2 separate regions of the Mus musculus genome follow, and region 2 is linked to region 1. A link is a contact called in public HiChIP or PLAC-seq data. All regions are on one chromosome and are shown on one strand. Each heading gives the region's core, a stretch centred on a gene start, on an enhancer-like site or on the middle of the called end of the contact. The rest is flanking DNA. Distances are from core to core; before and after follow the strand shown.

Region 1 (5,812 bases), core at 100-2,599:
CTCTGCGGCTTATATTCCAATTTAGTTAGTTGATTGTGTGCCCTTTGCCGCTCACTTTCCGTGGCTCACATTCCAATTTAGCTAGCTGACCACATGTCCTTTTCAGAACATCTCTGGTATTAGCTTTCTGTTACAATGAAGAAAGAAGAAAAGAAGAATCAATTATGAAAAGGGTGGGCTTTTGGAAATTTGGAGTTAGGAGGCTTCAATCCATGACCTCATTGCTTGCCCTTATGGTGAAACAGCCTGGACTCTGTGAGCACAGCAGCTCAAAGCTGTCCCTCCTGACTGGGGAACCCCAACATCCCTTTAAGGGTGCATGCCCTAAAGACTCTGCTAAATCTGAGCTCCTGAAGTTTGTCACACTTCCCAGTGGTGCTATCCCAGGGACCAAGCCATTAACACACAGGCCTTTGGGAATGTTCTAGACCTGGTCTCTGGTTCCCTTCAGTTCAGGATCCAGCTGCCATCCAGGTTTAGTCAATTTATAAACAAAGAACACAGGCTTTGCCTTTTAAAAGTGTCAAGGCTAGGGATGGTGTGGCTCAGTGGTAAATCCCTTACCTAGCTTGCATGAAGCCAGTGGGTTCAGTTCCAGCAGAGAGAGAGAGAGAGGGAGAGAGAGAGGGAGAGAGAGAGAGAGAGAGAGAAGAGGAAGGAGGAAGAGAAGAAGAGAGAGAGAGAGAGAGAGAGAAGGAAGGAGGAAGAGAGGGAGAGAGAGACCAAACAACCCAAAACCCCTCCTGTTGCTGGGCATGGTGGTGCACACTTATGATCCCAGTTCTTGGAACTTTTTGAGTTCCTTTTGCAGTAATGGTATTCAGAGGTGTTGCTAGCAAATCACAAGTAGTTAGGAGATAATAAAATGATCTGGTTTATTACGATATGGTATGCAAGGAGAAGATTTGTGATTGCTGGAGGTTTGGGGCCCTGTGCTTGTTTATGAAGCTTAGAATGAGCGGAACAAGAGGACCTCGCTACGTAAAGGAGCATGGGTTAAATTTCTAAGAAAGGATGCAGCCGGAGTAAGGAGAAGTCAAAGTTCTGCCTTAGAAATACCAAGTTCTGGCTTACGGTAGTCTCTGCCTGGGATCAGCATGTCCATGCTAAATGCATCTCAGTGCCTCGAATCTTCCTAAGGAGTTGTCTAGAGCTTGATAGTAGGACCTGAACTTTAGTTTTCAGAATCGGAAGTTGATAACACAGGCGGAACCGTGTATGCCTGCCATGCTCGGAAGACAGTGGATGGACACTGCTGGCTGTTGTAACTGGGTAGAATACATGAGACCCAAAAGGCCAAGAGGCCTCACAGGTTTTGAAGCCGGGTGTCTCAGGGGCAAGCTTGGTGCACCCATCTGGGAGATCAGGCCCAGTTTCACTTTTGCTTCTTACTAACAGTGTGAAGTGAGTACTCCCTGCTTTGATTCGGGCTTTCTCATTAAAAAATAAGTCTGGATGCTGTAGATCTCTGCTTCCATCGAAAACATGCATTTGAAGTACCCGGTGACAAAGAATAAGGGATCTACTTGAGTAGGTCATTGCTGTGCTAGGACCTAGGGTCTGCATGAGGAACACATTCGCTGGTGGTGCAGGGTCCCCTGGCTTAGATGACTTTCAGAGGCCTCTCTGGTCTGCAGTTCTGGAATTCTAGTCATTGACTGTTTTGGGTCTGAGGTCTGTTTTCCTTCTCTTTTCTCATCAATATGAAGATAGCTGAGTTCTAGCCTGTCTCTTTCCTTCAGTCAGCCATGTACTTCCCTGACAGCCCCGCCCCTAACAGCCCCGCCCCCATCTGTCTATCAGCTTATTTTCATAAAGTTCCTCACTGTTTCTGCAGGGCCTTCACACCCATTGCTTTATTCTCCAACAAGCCACATAGGTGCACGGATGGACATGTCTACACTCTGCAGGAAGGGACACAGCCAGTGGTTGCTCACTAGCGTGTATAGAGCATCCCTCAAGTTCAGGGTTACTGTAACCTGAGCTTTCACTGTGTTGCACTTCTACAGGGAATGGCTGTTACATATGTCTCCATTTAAAGATTTATTGCAAGGGGGCTGGAGAGAGATGGCTTTTGGGACCTTGAAAAGCAGCTTGTTTTCTGGGTGAGCTAGGGTTAAACCCCGGAGACCCAGCAGATAACTCTGCAAGGTATGGAAGGAAGTTTGTCATGCTCCCAGACACCAGGCTCCTGACATGAGGGCCCAGCTCCTTAATTCTGTGGCCATTAGTCAGGTAGGGCACCGCCCCAAGCTCCTGGTATTCTGTCTGGACTCCACGCCCACAGTTACCTAGCAACAGCCAGGTAGGCCTGGCCCACTATGAAAGGGGCTGCTGGCCCCCTCCTCCCTCTCTTACTCCTGTTTCCCTCTTGCTTCTCTCTTGCCCTCTTGTTCCCCCTCTCTCTGCATTCCCTTCCTCCCTGCATTCCCTTCCCCCCTCTCTCCACGTGGCCATGGCCGGCCTCTTCTTCTCTACTTTCTCAGCCTCTACTACCCTCTTAGCTCCCCTTTCAGCCATGACAATAAACACCTTTAAACCATGGACTGCCTCTTCTTATTGGACGGCACATCTAATATCCTTGTGCTCTCAGACTTGTTTCCCATTAAGCCAAGCAAACTAAGGACTCTCCTCTGTGGGAACCAGCTGGAGCGCTCTCCTGCCCTTTTCCCTCTGGCCAGGGCTAGTGCCCGCCCTCAGGCACCCACTCTGTTCTCAGCTCTTCCAAGGCATTCAGCGGCACCTGTGGTGCCCAAGAGTGAGAACCTGCCGTCCCTGGTCTCTGTGCAGGCTGGGGACCCCAGAGCCAGCTCTTGCGGTGTCTGTGGTACCCTAGAATCCAAGCCGAACTCCAGCAGTTCAGCGGGGAACTCTGACTATGCTTCCCAACTCCTGGAGCGGGGTCCTGCAGCTTCCCGAAGCCAGCCTGGCAGCCTGGGGTGCTTGCAGTCAGACTTCCTGTGTCCAATCCCGCCTCCATGAGTGGCCCTGTGGTGGAACAGCCGCGGGACACCATTCTAACCCACAATGGCTCAGCAGTTAAGAGCACTGGCTGCTCTTCTGGAGGATGTGGGTTCAATTCCCAGTCCTCCAGGGCAGCTCACAACTGTTAACTCTAAGATCTGACAACCCTCACACAGACACACATGCAGGCAAAACATCAATGCATGTAAAATAACAATAAATAATTTAACAAAGAGATTTATTGCCCTCTTCACTTTTCTTTCCCCACAAGACAAGGTTTCTCTGTTTAGCCTGGCTTCCCTGGAACTCTTATCTGTATACTAGTCTGGCTTAGAACTCACAGAGAGCCACTTGCCTTAGCCTCGCCAGTGCTGGGATCAAAGGTGGGCGCCACTACCGATGGACTTTTTGTCTTTTTTTTTAATGTAAATTTATTTTTTTATTTAAAAGTAGGGAATATATTCCTATGCTTTCTCATGTAAAATGTGTATAAGATTTTGTGTAATGCGTAAAGATATCGTGTGCAGTCCCCACCCCCCCCTCCTGGGGCAAGTATTTATACTTAAACCTCTCCAGCCATCACAGCATTGCATTCTTTTCTCTCTGTGAAGTGCAAATGACAACACAGGCACCATACAAACTATTGAAGACTAGTAGTTTCTTGACTTGTTTCATCGACACTACATTATTTATTCTTCATGGCTGTGCAGTATTTTTCACTATAGGATCCATAACTTAACCACCGGTGTGTATATTTAAAGTTCGTTGCAGTTTTTCTCTGATAGGAGCCATACTTTACTCTGCGTCAGTTAGCTTCACGTTACTGTAACATACTTAAGATAATCAGCTTTGAAAGAGGAGCGAAATATTCCGAGAGCTTAGTGTGTGGTCAGGTGGCTTTTGGTCCATGGTGATGCTGCAGATCATGGCAGGGAGCACTTCCTGTAGGGAAGAGCCGCACACCTGGAGACTCAGAAGAGGAAGGGGAGGCCCTGGAGGGGGGGTGTCCCGCTGCCTTTTAAAAGCATCACTCTGGGGAACAAATCTGTAGACCTTGAAGGGGCATCTGAGGCAAGAGGATCAAGAGCTTGAGCCTGGGCTGTAGAGTGAATTCAAAGCCAGTGTAAGATGTTATCTGCTTCAACCACTGCTAAAGAAGAAACAAAATCCATGTCTCATATTGCATATCTGCAAGTATATTTTTAGCACGGACGGAGAAGTGGAATTGTGTGTTGAAGGATGTGTGCGTTTGTTGTCTGGATGTTGCCAGGTTGCTGAACACGTAGACTTTTGCCAGTTGCACTGCTGTTGGCCGAATGCCTGCTTTGCGGGTGCTTTGCCTCCGAGTGATGTTAGCCCCTCTGACTTTCGCCAGCTCTACTGAAGCCTCAGTGCAGTTATTTTGTGCATGAGATTCTTTCCACATTTAAATACCCTGTATTTCCTCTGTGAGCTATGTATTCACATTCTTTCCCACTTACTGGAATTTTCTTGGGAATTTCTAGGAATACCTCTGTGTTAGTGAAGTTGCTTTTGTTGTGTTAATTAAAATACTTTCTTCAGGCTTTTTTTTCCTTTGACTTCACACTGGCCAGTTCATCACATACTGTAGCCTTTTGGTTTTGTTTTTTGTACTTTTTGAGACAAGGTCTCATTCTGTAGCCTAGGCTAACCTTGAACTCAGTGTGTAGCACAGGATGGCCTCTAACTCATAGTAATCCTCCTGCTTCAACCTCCTTAAGTGTTGGGATGATAGGTATGAGCTATCACGTTCTGTTGTCATGTATAATTCTAAACGTTAAATTTTTTTTCTCCTTTTTTAAACTTCTTAAAATTTATTTACTTGTTAGTGTGTGTGTGTGTGTGTGTGTGTGTGTGTGTGTGTGTGTGTGTAAGGAGAAAACCAACACTCCAAAGTGGTTTACTAACTGCCACTCTGGCATTCTCACATCTGTATGCGCGCACGTACACACAAACACACAGCCACACACCCTCACACCCTCACACTCACCTGTGATACATGCCTGACCTCATAAGCTTTCTTTAGTTACAGAAGGAGATTCTGTGACCCCTTTCTTCTACCCTTGACTCTAAAGGCACACCACGTGGCTGAAGCTGCCAAAGCAAAGCAAAGCAAAGCAACGTAGAGTGTATTGATTTCTGCAGTCAATAATAGCACATATAATAGCACATAAAAACTTATAAATTTTTATGAGTATTTTATGTGTATGAGTGTTCTTTGCTTGCATGCATGTATGAGTACCACATGTATGCCTGCCTGGTGGATCCCCTGGAACTGGAGTTGTAAACTATCATCCTGGTGCTGGGAACCAAACCCAGGTCCTCCCCGAGAACAACAAATGCTTTTAACTGCTAAGCCATCTCTTCAGCCCCTGAGAAATTCTGTTTTTATTTTGTTTTTTTGAGATGGAGTCTTGCTGTGTAGCCCTGGCTGGTCTGGAACTCACAGATCAGCCTGCCTCTGTATTTCAAGCACTGGGATTGAAGGTGGATACCACCATGCTTGCTTTACCCTCATCAGAAGTTCTTATTCCTATCTAACTAGGGGTGCATTTTAATACTTCCATAAAGTATGTGTGCCACCACTGCCTGGCATGAATGTAGCTTTGGCTGTCCTGGAACTCTTTCTGTAGACTCAATCACACAGAGATTCACCTACCTCTGCCTCTTCAGTGCTGAGTTTAAAGGTGTGCACTACCACGCCTGGCTAATTCTGGCTAGTTTTTTGTCAACATGACACAAACTAGAGTCATCTGGGAAGAGGAAACTTTAGCTGGGAGAATACCTTCATCAGATTAGTCCGTAGGCAACTCTTGATTAATAACTG
Region 2 (5,353 bases), core at 2,137-4,636, 110 kb before region 1:
AGCACTGACTGCCCTTCTGAAGGTCATGAGTTCAAATCCCAGCAACCACATTGTGCCTCACAACCACCCATATTGAGATCTGACTCCCTCTTCTGGTGTGTCTGAAGTCAGCTATAGTGGACTTATATATAATAATAAATAATTTAAAAAAAACACAAACTTTTTGTGCCCTTTAGGCAAATCTTTTGTTTAGCAAGTTACCTCAGCCACACATTAAATAACCACCGAGAAACATACTCTTCAAGAACAGATTAGAAACATTACGCAAGAGGATTATTACATTAAACATTACAACAGGATTATTGATTACGTATTTCTTTTTTGAAACTTACATCTAATTAAACAATTCTCCTCTTTCTTTCTTTCCACAAACTCATTGTAATCCCAGAGCAGTAATTCTCTGTCAGAGATTAACAAGGTTTAAGCAGGCCAAGTGTGTAGTAGCAAGTTTCTCCCTGTGCTTGGCTGGGGACGACCTGCACTTAGTAAGGAGCAGGTCATCTGTCTCCCGCCTTATTTTGAAGTCTCGATCAGAGAGACTGGCTAGTCATCTGTTCTCTGCCCTTATACTCATAATTGAACTGTTTATTCTTTATTCGTAACCTTTCTATTTCACGGTGCACACCGCAACCTGTTACCACATCCCTAGATCACAAGATCAGAGAACTCAGGCCCAACCTAGAGTGAATGCTTCCCTGGATGATTAACCTGTCCCAAGCCTATTTTTTCTTGCTACTTCAACTACATGATTGTAAGGCATGAAAGCTCCCTGTGCCCCTTTTGCAAACTCGTGCAGCTCTGGGCAGTCTATGAAGAAGGGGCACAGTCTATTCCTGATTCTAACTTTAAACTTTCTAGCAACTGCCCTGACTTCCCAAAATTACTTAAATCAAGCTAACTTCCTAAAACCGGAATTCCATAAGTCACTATTAATTCATCTAAACAGCATTACCTCAAAAACTTTTATCTTCATGTTGATCTGAAGGAAATTTGCCCAACAGAGCAGGCTATCACCCAGGAAGTAATCACACTAGGCTATGGGTGGTGAGGGTCTCCCACTGCCCACTGACACCAAGCCAAAAGAATAGAAGGACAATGACAAACCTGAGAAGGCACATCAGAAGTCAGAGGCAACCCTGGGATGAAATCTTTAAAGCTACGCTTTTCTGGAGTGTACCCATCATAGCCGAGCAAGGGTGTGGGCCGATTTCAGGGAGCTCAGTTGCCCACTGTAGCTCCTGTTTGGCGCCTGCCACTGGTGCCTGCAGAGGGCAGAGGTGTCAGATCCCCAGGAGCTGCAGGTGGTTGTGAACAGATGGATGCTGGGAACAGAACCTGAGTCTTCTGCAAGAACAGTAAGCACTCTTGACTACTGACCCGTCTCTTCACCCAAAGGGAAACATTCAGAAGAATGAATAGATGTAGTGATGGGTGGATGTTGTTAGCAATCCTTCTAGGCTCTGCCCACAGTTACCTGGCAACAGCCAGGTATACCTGACTCACTATAAAAAGGGGTGTTTGCCCATTTACTCTCTGACCTTCTTCTCTCTTCCTTCTCTAGCCCTTCTCTCCCTGCTCCTCTCCCCTTCTCTCTCCATGTGTTTGTGGCTGGCTTCTTCTTCTTCTTCTTCTTCTTCTTCTTCTTCTTCTTCTTCTTCTTCTTCTTCTTCTTCTTCTTCTTCTTCTTCTTCTTCTTCTTCTCCTTCTCCTTCTCCTTCTCCTTCTCCTTCTCCTTCTCCTTCTCCTTCTCCTTCTCCTTCTCTTCTTCCTCTTCATTTTCTTCCTCCTTCTCCTCCTCCTCTTCCTCCTCCTCCTCTTCTTTTTCTTCTTCTTCTCCTTCTTCTCTCTCTCTGTCTCTCTCTGTCTCTGCCTTTCTCTGTCTCTACTCCCTAAAATCCCCTCCCTATGCCCTAAACAAACTCTATTCTATACTATACCAGTAGTATGGCTGGTATCTCAGAGGGAAAGGATACCTCAGCATAGGCCTGCAGAGGCACTACCCCTACATCATACTGAGCCTCTGCTAAACATATCCTGGTTCCCTGGTTCTTCTTCTTCTTCTTCTTCTTCTTCTTCTTCTTCTTCTTCTTCTTCTTCTTCTTCTTCTTCTTCTTCTTCTTCTTCTTCTTCTTCTTCAACATAAAACACAACAGGTGTGGCTGGAGGAAAACAATAACTCTAAGGAAACTCTGGCTATAACCTCAGCAACTCAGGAAGTGAAGTTGTCCTTTGCCATGGTGTGAAAGAGTCGAGCTGACCCAGGCAGGGGATGAAAGTTGAGTTCAGTGAGACGTACAAGCTATGATGGATGGTCAAGGAACCACCTGGATCTTCAAGTCTAGACGTGGGGCAGAGAGACAGGAAACAAGCCACCAGCCTGAACACAACCTTCAAGGGGCAAGAGGAATCAAGGATTAGTGGTGTTCACCTCTCATCCCAACTCTTGGGAGGCAGAGACTAGAGGCCAGCTTGATCTACAGTAGGCAGAACAAAGGAGTCCTAGGAAAAGTAGCTTGGGAGCCGAGAGGCAAAAGTGGAGGGAGAGTGTAAGGATCTAAGGTGACTGAGCCTGCTGACCAAAGGAGATGAGCAACCTGACTGTCAGCTTGAACCTGTGAGCAGAGTTTGTGGAATGTTGTAAACGTGTAACGTGTGGAGCTGAGGACCTACACGGTGTGGGGGATGGAAAGACCCTGAACGCAGCCCTGCTGAGTTCTACTGGTTAGTTACAGAGGGAAGGCAGACAGAGGAGATATGGGCACAGGGCTTTCTGATGCCAACTGTCGCAGCTTGTTTGTGAAGGAAGAGCAGAGCAGTGGACCTGTGAGAAAGTGAGGGGATCATTGGGCAGGGCTGAGGGGTCACCACTCCGGTCTCCTTGGGCTGTGGTTCTCAACTTCCTGATGCTGCGACCCCTTAGCACAGTTCCTCATGTTGTGGTGACCCCCCCCCCCAACCATAAACTTATTTGTGTTGTTACTTCATAACTGTAATTGTATTACTGTTATGAATGGTAATGTGAATATCTGATATTCAGGATATCTGATATGCGACCCCTGTGAAAGGATCATTTGACACCCCCTGGGGTCGTGACCCATAGGTTGAGAAGCACTGCCCTTGGGGTTTCACCTCTTTGCGCCCTACCTTGAGCAGATTCTAGAGGGTGGGAATAGTGGTTTGGCAGATAAGGCATTGCCTAAGAGAACTGATAAGGATGAAAGAGGTTTCTCTTCCGCCTTTAGCCTGGTCTAGGCAGAGGGATTACAAGGTACGGGGAAAAAAGGATGTGGCGTGGGCGGAGCAGGAGGGCCCTGGAGCTGGGCTGGGCTGGGCTGGGCTGGGCTGGGGCTGGACTGGGGCTGGCCTGGCCTGGCCCTGCCCCTTCAACCTAGAGCAAAGCCCGTGTGTAGAGCCTCCTGAGCCAGCTCAGCATGGTGGAGTTCGCCCCCCTGTTGGTACCATGGGAGCGCAGGTTACAGACCTTCGCGGTCCTTCAGTGGGTCTTCTCCTTCCTGGCCTTGGGTAAGAGGGTAGCCGCGGGCACACGGGAAGGGCAGGGCAGCCTCAGCGGGAGCACAGGATGCTTAATGGAGAGATTCAGGAGGGGGCTTTGCTGGGGTCTTCCAGAGCCTCGTGTGGGTATGTCTCCCATGTCTTAAGCAGTCTTCAGTTTCCTGGACTTTTGGGACCGCTGCATCCAGGCTTTAGCTGCAAGCTGCTGAGGGCGGGGAAGCACCCGAGGCTGGGTGGCTATGCCTCTGAGAGGGAAGCTCTCCAGTTTACCTTTCGGAAAAAGGGAGCTGGAACTGAGGCCAGGAGAGAAGGGACCGGCCTCTGCTTCCCCAGCTGCATGGTGGGGATGCCAGTGTCACCCTATGGGGGAACTTGTAGAGAAAATGCAGAAAGCTGGGAACTTCTATGAAAGGCAGATCTGACCTGGCTCCTGAGGTGTGGCTCTGTCCCTCTCCACCCTGTAGATGCTCCAGCACCGCTGTGGACCGGGAAGGAAGAGTGGCTGGGAGCACGGGAGGGAGCCTTATCTCCTTTGTTGGTACTAGACTGGGGAAGGACTGCCACCCCAGGACTCAGATTCAGCCCGAGTCCAGATACTACTGCCTGTCAAGACAGTCACATGCTCAGTGCATGCTTCACACACACACACACACACACACACACACACACCCCTCGGGTAACACACGTGTATACGTGTGTATGTGTTCCCACCTCACAATGTTTCATCTATATGGTTTATTCCTGCAAAGTGGGCTTTCCAGGATCACACACCTTTAGCACCCATTTTAAATGGGTCTGTACCTCTGTTCCAGGGTCGGTTACCATTTTAAGTACCCCTGGTAACAACCAAGCAGAGGAATTGCATATTTGAAAGGCCCAGGCTGTGAATCAGGAGCCTGGCAACTGCTCCTTCCAGAGGAAGAAGGGATGGGGGATGGGCAGAGGGCCTGGGAGGAGGTGTGGATACAAGACAGAGATGGCGGGTATAGAAAACAGAGGGCAGGCAACCTAAGCCCAGGGATGGCTTGGGTCAAAGGGCTCCGGAGACCCAGAGCCATGTAGTTTACAGCCACAACCTCACAGGGTCTAATGGACACCAGGCTCGGGTTGCCTCCTGTGTCCTTGAGGACAGGAGTTATGTCTGACTGGGTGAACCTACCCCATCCTTGCAGCCTGGGCCTGGGCCTGCTCTTACATAGACCTGGCAAGACCGAGGAGTGGAGCACAGAAATCAGGGCTCCCCTGAGCCAGGAGAGGACCGACTGGTGCAATTTGAGAAAAGGGTTCTGGGCTCTTTCATGCCAAGAGGGGGAAGTTTTACTTTACCCCTTATCCTGAGGGCAAAGGAGAACAATAGACTCAGCAGGGAAGTGACGAGGTCCAGTCTGGTGTTAAAGGTCCCCTTGCCTGCTGTGTGGGGGATGGGGAGATCAAAGGCGACCAGAGTCTCCACCAGTAGTCAACAAATCAGGGCCAAGACCAGCCCAAATGGTTTTTTTGTTGTTGTTTTAAGTCACAAATTCTGAAATGTCTAAAGTATTTGCTGTCTTGCCTCATTTTTTACCTGGTGATGATGGCGGTGATTTTGGGGCTGAAGGAATGGCCTCAGTGTCTCCAAGGCATGAGGATCTGAGTTTGATCCCCAGAACCTCTGTAAAAAATGTCAGGCATGGTGACACAAACTTGTAATCTTAGCAGAATCAGGAAGACCCCTAGAGCTTGCTGGGGAGGTAGCCTAGCCTAATGGGTGATCTTCAGGCTAGTGAGAGATACTGTCTCAAAAGAAGGTGGAAAGCTTTCCTCTGGCCTTCACACTCATGCATACATGTGGGTGCACACA

What was found. HiChIP or PLAC-seq counts read pairs in DNA pulled down with a chosen protein or histone mark.
Region 2: a contact with region 1 is called in an H3K27ac HiChIP or PLAC-seq map of microglia, with 4 times the contacts expected there. The contact joins the promoter of Mogat2 here to the enhancer-like site in region 1. A contact is called at or near these places in 3 of 39 promoter capture datasets (the 3T3-L1 cell line, cranial neural crest and liver), 5 of 484 Hi-C or Micro-C datasets (Sertoli cells, brain, conventional dendritic cells and 2 more), 3 of 115 datasets of contacts at active chromatin or transcription factors (craniofacial prominence, embryonic stem cells and microglia) and 2 of 9 other capture datasets (adipose tissue and embryonic stem cells).

Annotation. Positions count from the first base shown.
Region 1 is chr7:99,124,713-99,130,524 of GRCm38.p6, reverse strand. All of the region lies in intron 1 of Uvrag (UV radiation resistance associated gene), which reads left to right. Among named protein-coding and RNA genes, the nearest start is that of Uvrag, 14 kb to the left of the region's middle. Within about 2 kb of position 1,349, at least 66 of the 459 cell types and tissues checked have an H3K27ac peak or open chromatin away from gene starts, as enhancers often do. A contact at or near this core is called in craniofacial prominence, microglia and reprogramming fibroblasts, where this site is marked.
Region 2 is chr7:99,236,644-99,241,996 of GRCm38.p6, reverse strand. It overlaps Mogat2 (monoacylglycerol O-acyltransferase 2), which reads left to right and starts at 3,386. Exons shown (of 6, transcript NM_177448.4): 1 at 3,386-3,522. The coding sequence starts at 3,432.